2 separate regions of the Rattus norvegicus genome follow, and region 2 is linked to region 1. Evidence: chromatin contacts called from public Hi-C data. All regions are on one chromosome and are shown on one strand. Each heading gives the region's core, a stretch centred on a gene start, on an enhancer-like site or on the middle of the called end of the contact. The rest is flanking DNA. Distances are from core to core; before and after follow the strand shown. Region 1 overlaps Bcas3 (BCAS3, microtubule associated cell migration factor). Region 2 overlaps Bcas3 (BCAS3, microtubule associated cell migration factor).

The links. A called contact is a pair of places that touch in the nucleus more often than the background predicts.
Region 2: a contact with region 1 is called in a Hi-C map of liver, with 2.8 times the contacts expected there. The contact joins two enhancer-like sites. A contact is called at or near these places in 4 of 12 Hi-C or Micro-C datasets (the Rat2 cell line, kidney, liver and 1 more).

Annotation. Positions count from the first base shown.
Region 1 is chr10:70,878,661-70,883,232 of GRCr8, reverse strand. All of the region lies in intron 16 of Bcas3 (BCAS3, microtubule associated cell migration factor), which reads right to left. All of the region lies in intron 1 of LOC134480843 (large ribosomal subunit protein eL21-like), which reads left to right. Among named protein-coding and RNA genes, the nearest start is that of Bcas3, 170 kb to the right of the region's middle. Within about 2 kb of position 2,327, at least 4 of the 93 cell types and tissues checked have an H3K27ac peak or open chromatin away from gene starts, as enhancers often do. A contact at or near this core is called in liver, where this site is marked.
Region 2 is chr10:71,038,124-71,042,695 of GRCr8, reverse strand. All of the region lies in intron 24 of Bcas3 (BCAS3, microtubule associated cell migration factor), which reads right to left. The region is part of intron 1 of LOC134480843 (large ribosomal subunit protein eL21-like); the gene reads left to right. Among named protein-coding and RNA genes, the nearest start is that of Tbx2, 140 kb to the left of the region's middle. Within about 2 kb of position 2,050, at least 9 of the 93 cell types and tissues checked have an H3K27ac peak or open chromatin away from gene starts, as enhancers often do. A contact at or near this core is called in liver, where this site is marked.

The sequences.
Region 1 (4,572 bases), core at 1,078-3,577:
TTTGACCTGTTTTCAGTTGTGTTTACTGTCATTGATCTTACTGCCACAGACTGCTGACGTAGAATAGCTGGCTTCAGGATTCTAGCACTGACTTACTATGCTTATTGGAAACAAATTTCTATCTCTGGAAGGAAAGCCACCTCACATGATCTTTCCCGACTCCTGCCACCTGCATATAAAGATGGAAGGCCTGTGCTCGAGACATGGCTCATCCTTCATGCAGACACGAGGTCCCACAGACACGGGTGAGGTGGGCTAGGAACCACATGTTCTCATCCCGGTCTGAAAAAGCATTTCCTCAAACATCGTATACTACAAAGACTCAGAGGCAAATGGATTATGTTGAGGATGAAAATGGAGAGAAGGGAAAAAACAAAACAGTGTGCTTTGTGGCTGCTCTGGAGGAGTGCGCACCAGGTCAGGTTTGCAGCGCGTCATATTCCCAAACCAGTCATCATTAATGGACTCACTTCCACAGGAAAGAAAAAAAAGCCAAGAGTCTGAAAACTCCGGACAAAAGAAATCCCTGCAGACAAAGTAAAAACAAATTAAAAGACCCATTATAAAACACAGATGCTACAAGGAAAATAAACTTTCCAAGATTTACTGGGCTTTGACAAACTAGGACATTTGTGGAAAAGCCATCAGCAGCAACTCCCAGGTAATGTGGGAGGAAGCTCGGCTCCTTTCTGGTTTATCTTTACCCTCTGTGCAGAAGCTGCCAGGACTGGATTCCCAGCTTCTGGATACAGGGATGTGAGAACATGTGAACGAGGCAAGCTGCCAAGCACGAGACATTTCTAAGGGAAGCAAGATCCCGAAAGTGCTGAGCACTTCACATTGTGCTGAAGCCAGAGCTGCTATCAGCACACTGTGTGCATGGACTTCTTCAGGGCAAGTGGAAGGAGACCACGGAACAAATGAATGAGAGGCCATCCCCTCCTCGATCCTCTTTGCTGCTCAATCACACCATGAAGCAGGAAAAAGAAAACCACAAAAGCAGTACTCAGCAATTACAGCTCAGAAATCTTCTGTAAGGGGGAGCTCAGAGTGGGAGACAGACGAGAATCCCATTTCCTTACAGGTTAACAGAAGCATGAGATACAAGTGGTCATGAGTGGGAGCCATAGGAAGATTCCTTAAGAAGGAAAGTTGTGAGAAAGAAAACAGACAACAAACAATGGGGTGTTCGAAGAGTCTTAGGAGGTCACTGGGACAGCAGTTAGCAGATCTGCAGTTTTCTGGGGTTTCCTGCGCTCCCTGGACACAGGGCCCTAAGCCACATCAGACATCAGACAGGCTCTATAAAGGGTTACTACAGACATTATCCTTGTCTCAGTAAACCACATGCCTCTCAGTCCAATTGGTCTGTTTCATCAATCTCCACACACTAAAGGAATCTGCCAGAGTTGAGGGGCTCTGCCTCTCACCCCTTCAAGGACCCAGGCTGCAGTAATGGCAACTGTATTTGGAAATTAAAATAACAAAGGCACCCTCAAACCCAAGCTCATTGTGGGTTCCTGGTACTCCACAAAAAACAAATCTAAAGAAACACCTTTTCTCCAAATATTTCCTTATCTCCATCCTCCTCCCAACACTCTCCCTACTCTTCAGACAGCACAGAAATGTCCTACTGTCTACATTCCCAGAAGGAAGCTGGGTAAGAAGGTCTGAGCCTCTGTGCATTTGCACTGCCCATTTCACACAAAGTCAAAACTGCCAGTCTGCTTTTAATATTCCACCATGGACTTGATGGGTATAAAACAGCAACATTTACCAAAGAGTTTTAAGTTAATTTTGGAGTTGAAAAGCTGACTTCTTGACTCTGTCCAAAAGAGTACAATAGTAGCTTGTTCTAAAACAATCACTGAGCAGTGGGGCTCTGCAAAGCCAGAGCCTGCTTAGCTCTCACTTGTGGTCTAATTTAACATTAAAGTATCCTCAACCAACTCTCAACTATTAGTTAATCAAAATCAAATCCTTTAAAGATGTGTGTATGTGTGTGTGTGTGTGTGTGTGTGTGTGTGTGTGTGTGTGTGTGTGTGTGTGTGTGTTTAAAGTACCCAGTGTAAACTGGAATTTCTAGCACATGGGTTGCTGAGTGTTTTTTTTTTCTGCCCCCTCCCTCCCTCTTTCCCTCCCTCCCCCAGGCCCCAAGCCCTCCTCCTTTCCCTCTCTTAGATGAGGATGACAACCTTCCCAGCTGCAGCGCCTGGACTCTCCTGCCTGCCTCCTTTCTGACCTTTTCTCAGGCTTGTTCTAGTACAGTCTGCAATCTACTCAGTAGGAAAAGGAAACAGCAGGGCCCTGGTGAGAGACGGCGCCTTTGGACCCAAGGACCAGGCCAGGAACCTCAGCAGGAGAGGCAAGGAAAATGAGCTCTGGACAAGGAAGCTGGACACAGTTTAACTGTGCAGACCTAAACAGAGGCGACTATCCAAGGACCAGCCCAGCCGCAGTTCTTACAGCAGAGACTGTTGCTTCCTGGGAAGGCGGCAGATACAGAAAACACTGCAACATTTAAAATCAAGCAAAGACATTGGTGCTTTTTCTAAGAAAACTTCCTGGTGCCACAGTGAGGACTATAGGTACTTATGGGAAGCACTCCATGTCTCTCAGGTGGAGACACTTCTCAATGACATTCTGCTGCTGCACTTAGAATGGCCCAGAACTCACCATCTGGTGCTCCCCAGGATCAAGAAGAATTAAAAGAATACTTCCAAGAGAACTCATATTATGCCATCATGGAGTTGTTTCAAACATATATTTATACATAACACATTACACTTGTGTCAATACGTCAACAGGTCATTCTCTAGCTGTTCTTTCCTGAGTCTTAGAATACCCTCACCTGTTCCTTACTCTTAAAGCAGTGCACGCTATTTTAATGTGTAGAAGCAAGCACTTCCTGGAAGATAAAATGAACATACGGAAAGTCACTATTACAAAGCCTGTATGTACACTAAGTATACTTTATTCCAAAAGGGCAGTTTGTGGCTGGAATGGGGAGTGATGAAGTTGGGAGAAATAAGGCTGAGGAGCTGGGATGGCTACACAGCTCAAGTACACAGAGGAAGAAAAAGGGCACAAAAGAGAAAACAGGAGAAATTCTATTGAAGTTTTAAAAAACTAAACAAAATTTAACATTAATGAAAAATTTTTTAAAGTAAATGATCTATTTATGATCACACAATCAAAACAAGTTAAAACTCAATGAATAAAACCTGTGGGACATTCATTACCTCAGTTTATTATCTCAGAGCACTCCTACATTTTAGGAACAAAGAAATTTAATAAGATCCAGTGTTCTTAATCCTTAGTAAGCTTTACTAGCTCTGACTCCTTTTTTAACCTGAGATTAGACAATTCATTCAACAAAGGCTGAAATCCCAGAAAATGGTCTATATTTATACGGATACTCATGGAAAAAGTAAGACAGCTGGACAGAGATTGACTATACATCGTCTAAATACTGTGCATACCCTTCCCATGAATATAAAACAAAGAGAAAAGATTTTGAGCCATTTCCCCTAAGATTCACATTCCTGCCCCAAGTTGTAGTTCCAATGTATCACTCTGAGATGAGAGGCTGAGGCAGAATTGCCTGGAAATTGACCAAGCAATGGCTAAGCAGCCAGTACCAGGCCAGCCAGGGCTACACCGCAATAATCCATCTTGAAATAACCATGATAGCACATGGAACGCTGCGCTCTCCTCTGAAGCAAGCTCAGATCAAAGGTAAGCTCACGTGACACTGAGACTGGGGCAAGAAAAGCAAGGCAGGATCCGACCTCAGCAACCCTGGGCCGACTCCTCACCTCGCTCTCAATTGACTTGTACCATGACGGCGGAGGAGGCAGACCGACCAAGCACTACCTCTTTTACACCAGTACACACATGACGTATAAAGTATCAGGAATTCATTCAGAAACAACGAGCAGCCGCACTGTGCAATAGGAGGAGGCACTGAATTAGCTGCAATCAATAAAGTATTCTTTCTCTTTCTTTATGTAAATAGCAAGTTTGTTTGGACAGTTTCATTAAAAGCCTCCTCTCTCTATTACCCAAGTTCAGAGTCTGCAGAGAAGTACCAGCATAAAACCCTATTTAAAAAAAAAAAAAAGAGTACTAAGTAGCACATGGAAAATTAAAAAAAAATGACAATCTGAACTTTTTAAACCATTCCTGTCCTTGTAGATGATTACATATTAAAATCAAAAGTTTTACATGGTGACAACACCTGCAATCCTGGTAGTCGGCAGGGAGAGACTGGAGGATCAAAGATTGAGGTCACCCTTGGCTACACAGAAAATTTAAGGACAGCCTGGGCTACAAGACTCTTTGTTAAAAATAATTTTTTAAAAAGATAAATACATACGTTGAATAACAAATATAACTACAAAATGTAACCAATTTTCCTAATAATAAATAAATTAAAGATTAAAAGTTAAAATGGCAGACTTTCTTCTCCCCACATCCCCCAGGCACTACTGTTCTCTGGCCCTTCACCCCCCTCCACTGCTAACGGAAGCCTTCCTGCTTATTACCCATGACTGTTAAGAATATTTTCTG
Region 2 (4,572 bases), core at 801-3,300, 160 kb before region 1:
ATCGCCTAAGAGCTTTGTGGACTAAGTAAAACCAGTATCCCAAACCTGGAAACCTGTAGAGTTCCAGAAGCTCACAACCAGGCTTCCCTCGAGGGTAAATGGGCATCTTCAATGGGGCTTCCATGGAAGTGAAGATCTGTGCTCTAAACTCCACATGCAGAGAGCTGTCCTCTCAGCTGATCAAAGATGGTGGTGCCGGTTGGCTTGTGCCTTCACTTCACAAAACGGAATGGAGAAAATCAGCTCGGAAGAACTGTACCCCCACCATGCCTACTGTTCAGAGGAGAAGCTGACTTGGAGGTACACTAGTTTGCTTCAATTGTGAAAAAAAAATACCGATAAAAATTTAAAATCTTAGGTTTCCAAGCATTTGGATTTCTTATTTGCGTGTCTGGACTCTGCAATATCCATTTTGATTTTGCTATTTCTAGCCCATAAAGCCGTCACGGGAGCTTGGCCTCGGGGCCCTGAGAGGAAATCTGGCTTCCACCTCTGGGACACACGTCTCAGTGCTTAAGTCTCCCTGACCCTGCCAATCACCCCTCCCAGAAGCCACAGCCTGGCTTACAATAACAGAGTATATCAAAGAAGACAGGAAAGAAAACAAGACAGTGGCAAGGTCAAGAGAGGACAAGAACACGGTGCTGATACCCCACGGAAACTGGGAAGCAGAGAGCCATACACTAACGGCATCAGATGTATTTCCCAGAAAAGGCAACCCTGCCGTAAAGACCGATACCCTGCCAAAATCAGCTCTTACTGCGTTAAAATCTCTGTGGGAAGTAACTCTAAGACCAGACTGTGACAGAGTCAGTCAAAGGGAAGTACTGTTCCCAGAATCGCTTTGCATCCCACAAGTTTAAACCAGTGCAGGGTGGCAACTGTCCTGCCCATGTCTTCTCCAGTGTGGCGATCTCCCATGCACAGAAATCCTCTCAGAATCGCCATTCTACACGGAGGCCTCTGCATGAAAGCATGCCTAGTCCATGCTATACTTTGATCACAAAGTCAGCAGGATTAAAGAGGAGAGCCTGGTCCTGAGAAGCTGGGAGGGATTTGAAGTTTAAAACACCACTCTTGTTGTATGGAATTGGGAAAGTCACTAGGTTTCTTTGAGTCTCTCAGAATTATTTTGAGAATTTAATGTCCTGGCATATGGTATGTTCCCAATATATGTTTATTAAAGACAGCTATATCAAAAAAAAAAAAAAAAAAAACTTGGATGGCCGCTTCTTCCTTTACCAGGGCAGTTCTCTTCTGAACCCCTGACCTACTCTCTCACACTGTATTTCCTGCCTCAGTCCCTTTGCTCTTGCTTGCTCTGCATAAAATCTCCTCTGGTCCCACCTTCGAAGGTTGGTCCTACTTTCCATCCATAGTGGCTCAAACACTCATCTCCATCGCCGTGACACTAAATGACTCTTACGATTTCTAAAGTAATTTTTGTTGAAGGGAAGGTCTCACTATGTCACCCTCACTGGCCTAGAACTTGCTGTGCAGATCAGGTTGGCTTCAAACTCAATACCTGCCTGCCTCTGCCTCCCAAGGGCTAAGGTTAAAGTAGTACGCCACCATTGTCCAGTTTTTGTAAGCTTTTTACAGTTGGTTATTTTATGACATCTATTGTGGCCATTCACATAAAACAGAGTACCCAGCACGAAGCATCCTCAGTTATAGCACTTAATAAAGCAGTTATGGACTAGAAGAATATCAACTTCTTTCTCTAGTATAAAATCCACCTTCTGACAGAGCAGCAGCAAACAACTGCTGGTCATCACCTCAGGCACCGCAGGATGGGGAAGTGGCCAGGAGTCCAAACTAAGATAGTTGGCACGCTGCTCTTTGCACCCAAGGAGTTAAATGGAGTCCTGGGGAGATAAAAATCTCTGGTTTTACTGTTTAGTGAGGCTGCCTGACAAATGAAGATCCAGCTGCAATTGGAACATTCCAAGCTCGCAAGGCGCCAAGTTTTACTAACTATAATTTAACTGGTCCGACTGCTGCAGTCCAAATTCTTGTTTGGATAATCAGCCTTTGTTTGAATACGCTCACAAACAGCACAGGCTAGCATTAGCCTCTGAGCATGTCATGTGAGCTGATTACCCCAGCTCGCAGTAGCAGAAACTCATACACAGAGGAGGATTATTTTCCTGGTATTACTGTTAGCTAACATATAATCAGTACCCCCACCCCAGTCTACATCTCTCTTCCACAGCCTTCACCAACCAACCAACCAACCTCTCCCCCCACCAACCAAACCCCCCTCTTCTCTCTCTCTCTCTCTGTCTTCAAAAGTCTTTCAAGTTCAAGCAAAGTTGAAGGGTGAAAAGGTCAAGAAAGTTTCGTGGCTGTGGCTGCTTAGAGAGAGGTAGGCTGAGCCAGGGTCTTGCACTCAACATCCACTAAAAGCTCAAGACTCTCATATTTCACTGTATTCCGCAGTACACGGGCGCCTTGACACAATCTGTTTGGAATGAAATTAAGCCCTTGTTAATAAATTTTAACATAATAGAATAACTCCACCTGCCAAACCATCACATCCGTGCACGAGCAACTCAAGTGGCTTAACTCATTTGTCAAAAATGCCAAATTCTCCAACTTGTCCATTTCAGACAAAAGATACTCATTCGGGACCAGGGCAGCCCGCCTGTCTGCAATCCATTGGCTATAAATACTGGAGAAAGACTGGAAATCCTGCACCTATTCTGTCTTCCAGCCTTTACCCAGCCAGTCATAGAGCCTGGAGGAGCCAACACATCTGAAGTGCCTGGGACAGAGCAGGGCTGACCTAGAAAACACTGTATTCCTTCTCGGTGGGAAGTTTGGAGTCAGACATGTGGCGTTCACAATCAGTGTGAACGCTGTTGGCTGGTCAACACCACAGCTCAGGGTGAGCAGAATCATCAGCCATGGACGGGAACATGGCTGATAAGGTGATGCGATCCAGGAAACTGCGAATGAGACTGCATGGCAATCTGGACATGGAGGTGTCATCTCCTCCCAGCAGTCATTGTGTGGGCAGCCACAGGGCACCCCAGAGGAGGACAGCCCTTTCCTCTGGAGGGAGGGCGGAGGTTTTAGTCTTATACAGCCATTTACAAGTCTCAAAGGTCTTTGTTGAGATGGGTAGGAATCAGAACATGTCAGCCTGCTCACAGTCAGAGAGGAGGACATGGGGAACCAAGGCAATCCTTTCTAGGTCAAAAGTCCAGAGCCCTCCTAGTGCTACGGACACAGGGTCTTGGGAAACATAGGAGGGAGGTAGGAACTAGGTAGGACCAAGTGGGCAGAGTCGAGCAAGTTTCAGAGTATCCATCTCCTCTTTCCTCAGGAAGAGAGGTTTCTGCTGTAAATCTGTGACTTCCGCAGGCTTAGACCTTTGTGTTAATGAATCACAGCTACAGCTACCTGAAGTCACAGTGCAGCTCATGGTATCTCTCCTTCCTCCTTCCTGATGTGGGGAGAGAGTAAAAAGAAAAAACATTCCTAAGACTCAATTCGCTTTCATCAGAATTATGGAGTGGTGCAGTTGGAAGAAAGCTCGACAAAAAACAGAGCAACAGAGCACACAGAGCACAGAGGAGCCAGAGAGGGTCCTCTCAGCACCTCCTTCACCAAGTTCTCCTCTCCTTCTGCTTGGAGTCCTGTGCAAAACTACTAGAAAACAGCATCTGCGTTCAGAGAGACAGGATGAGAGGCAGACTTAAAAGTGAAAGAATTTGCCCGACCTTTCATTTTTAAGTTACACAAGAAAAACAAAACAAAAACTGGAGGGACAAAGGCTGCAGCCAGCCCAGAGTCCCTCGGTGAACTGGGGAGGGTTCCTAGAGCCCTTCTCCGGTCTTCCAGCCCCATTCAGGCTCCAGATATGGAGCAGGTGGGCTTACCCCTTGTTTGGGTCCTCTCTTTACTCAGTCTTGACAGGGAAGATACAGTTGAAACACTTCATAGGAATATTTACCTAGCACAGAAGGCCAGGCTAACATTCTCTTCCAAAACTGGATTATAGCCTATGAGGAGCTGGGCTGATGGGCTGGTTTCAGCTAGAAACTTGTTTCTGCAAAAGACATTAGCCACACAAGGGTCTGGGAAACTCAGAGTTTACTAGGGATCTGTAAAAGCTTGGGGTCAAAACTTCCCTGGAGCGCAAAGGTGTGAAGCTTCCGAGGGGAGACTTGGGCTGTCAGAACCTGCCCCATCAGCTCTAACCTTCATTATCCCACCCTGGCTTCCATCATTCCCTTAAGAGCACAGCCAGATAATACAGAGGGGTGGGGGAGGGATTCTTAGAGCCTTCTTAAGTAATAACAAGGTTTATCACACTCCTACTCCTAATAGTCACCCCTTTAGTCCCCAGGGACTGTCACTTGGCTACAGATCACTGCAAAGCAATGGCTTCTTCTAGGCCTGAAACCAACACAGAGGCACAGGGCTCCATCTGGAAACACAGTCAGACTGAAGCAAATTCCGTGAAATTCCCAACTGAGACAGACAAAGTACTTTTACTAGCTCGAGTCCGGCAGTAGTGATATGTTAAGCAGATACGTGATTCTCAAATAACGATAAGGAAGA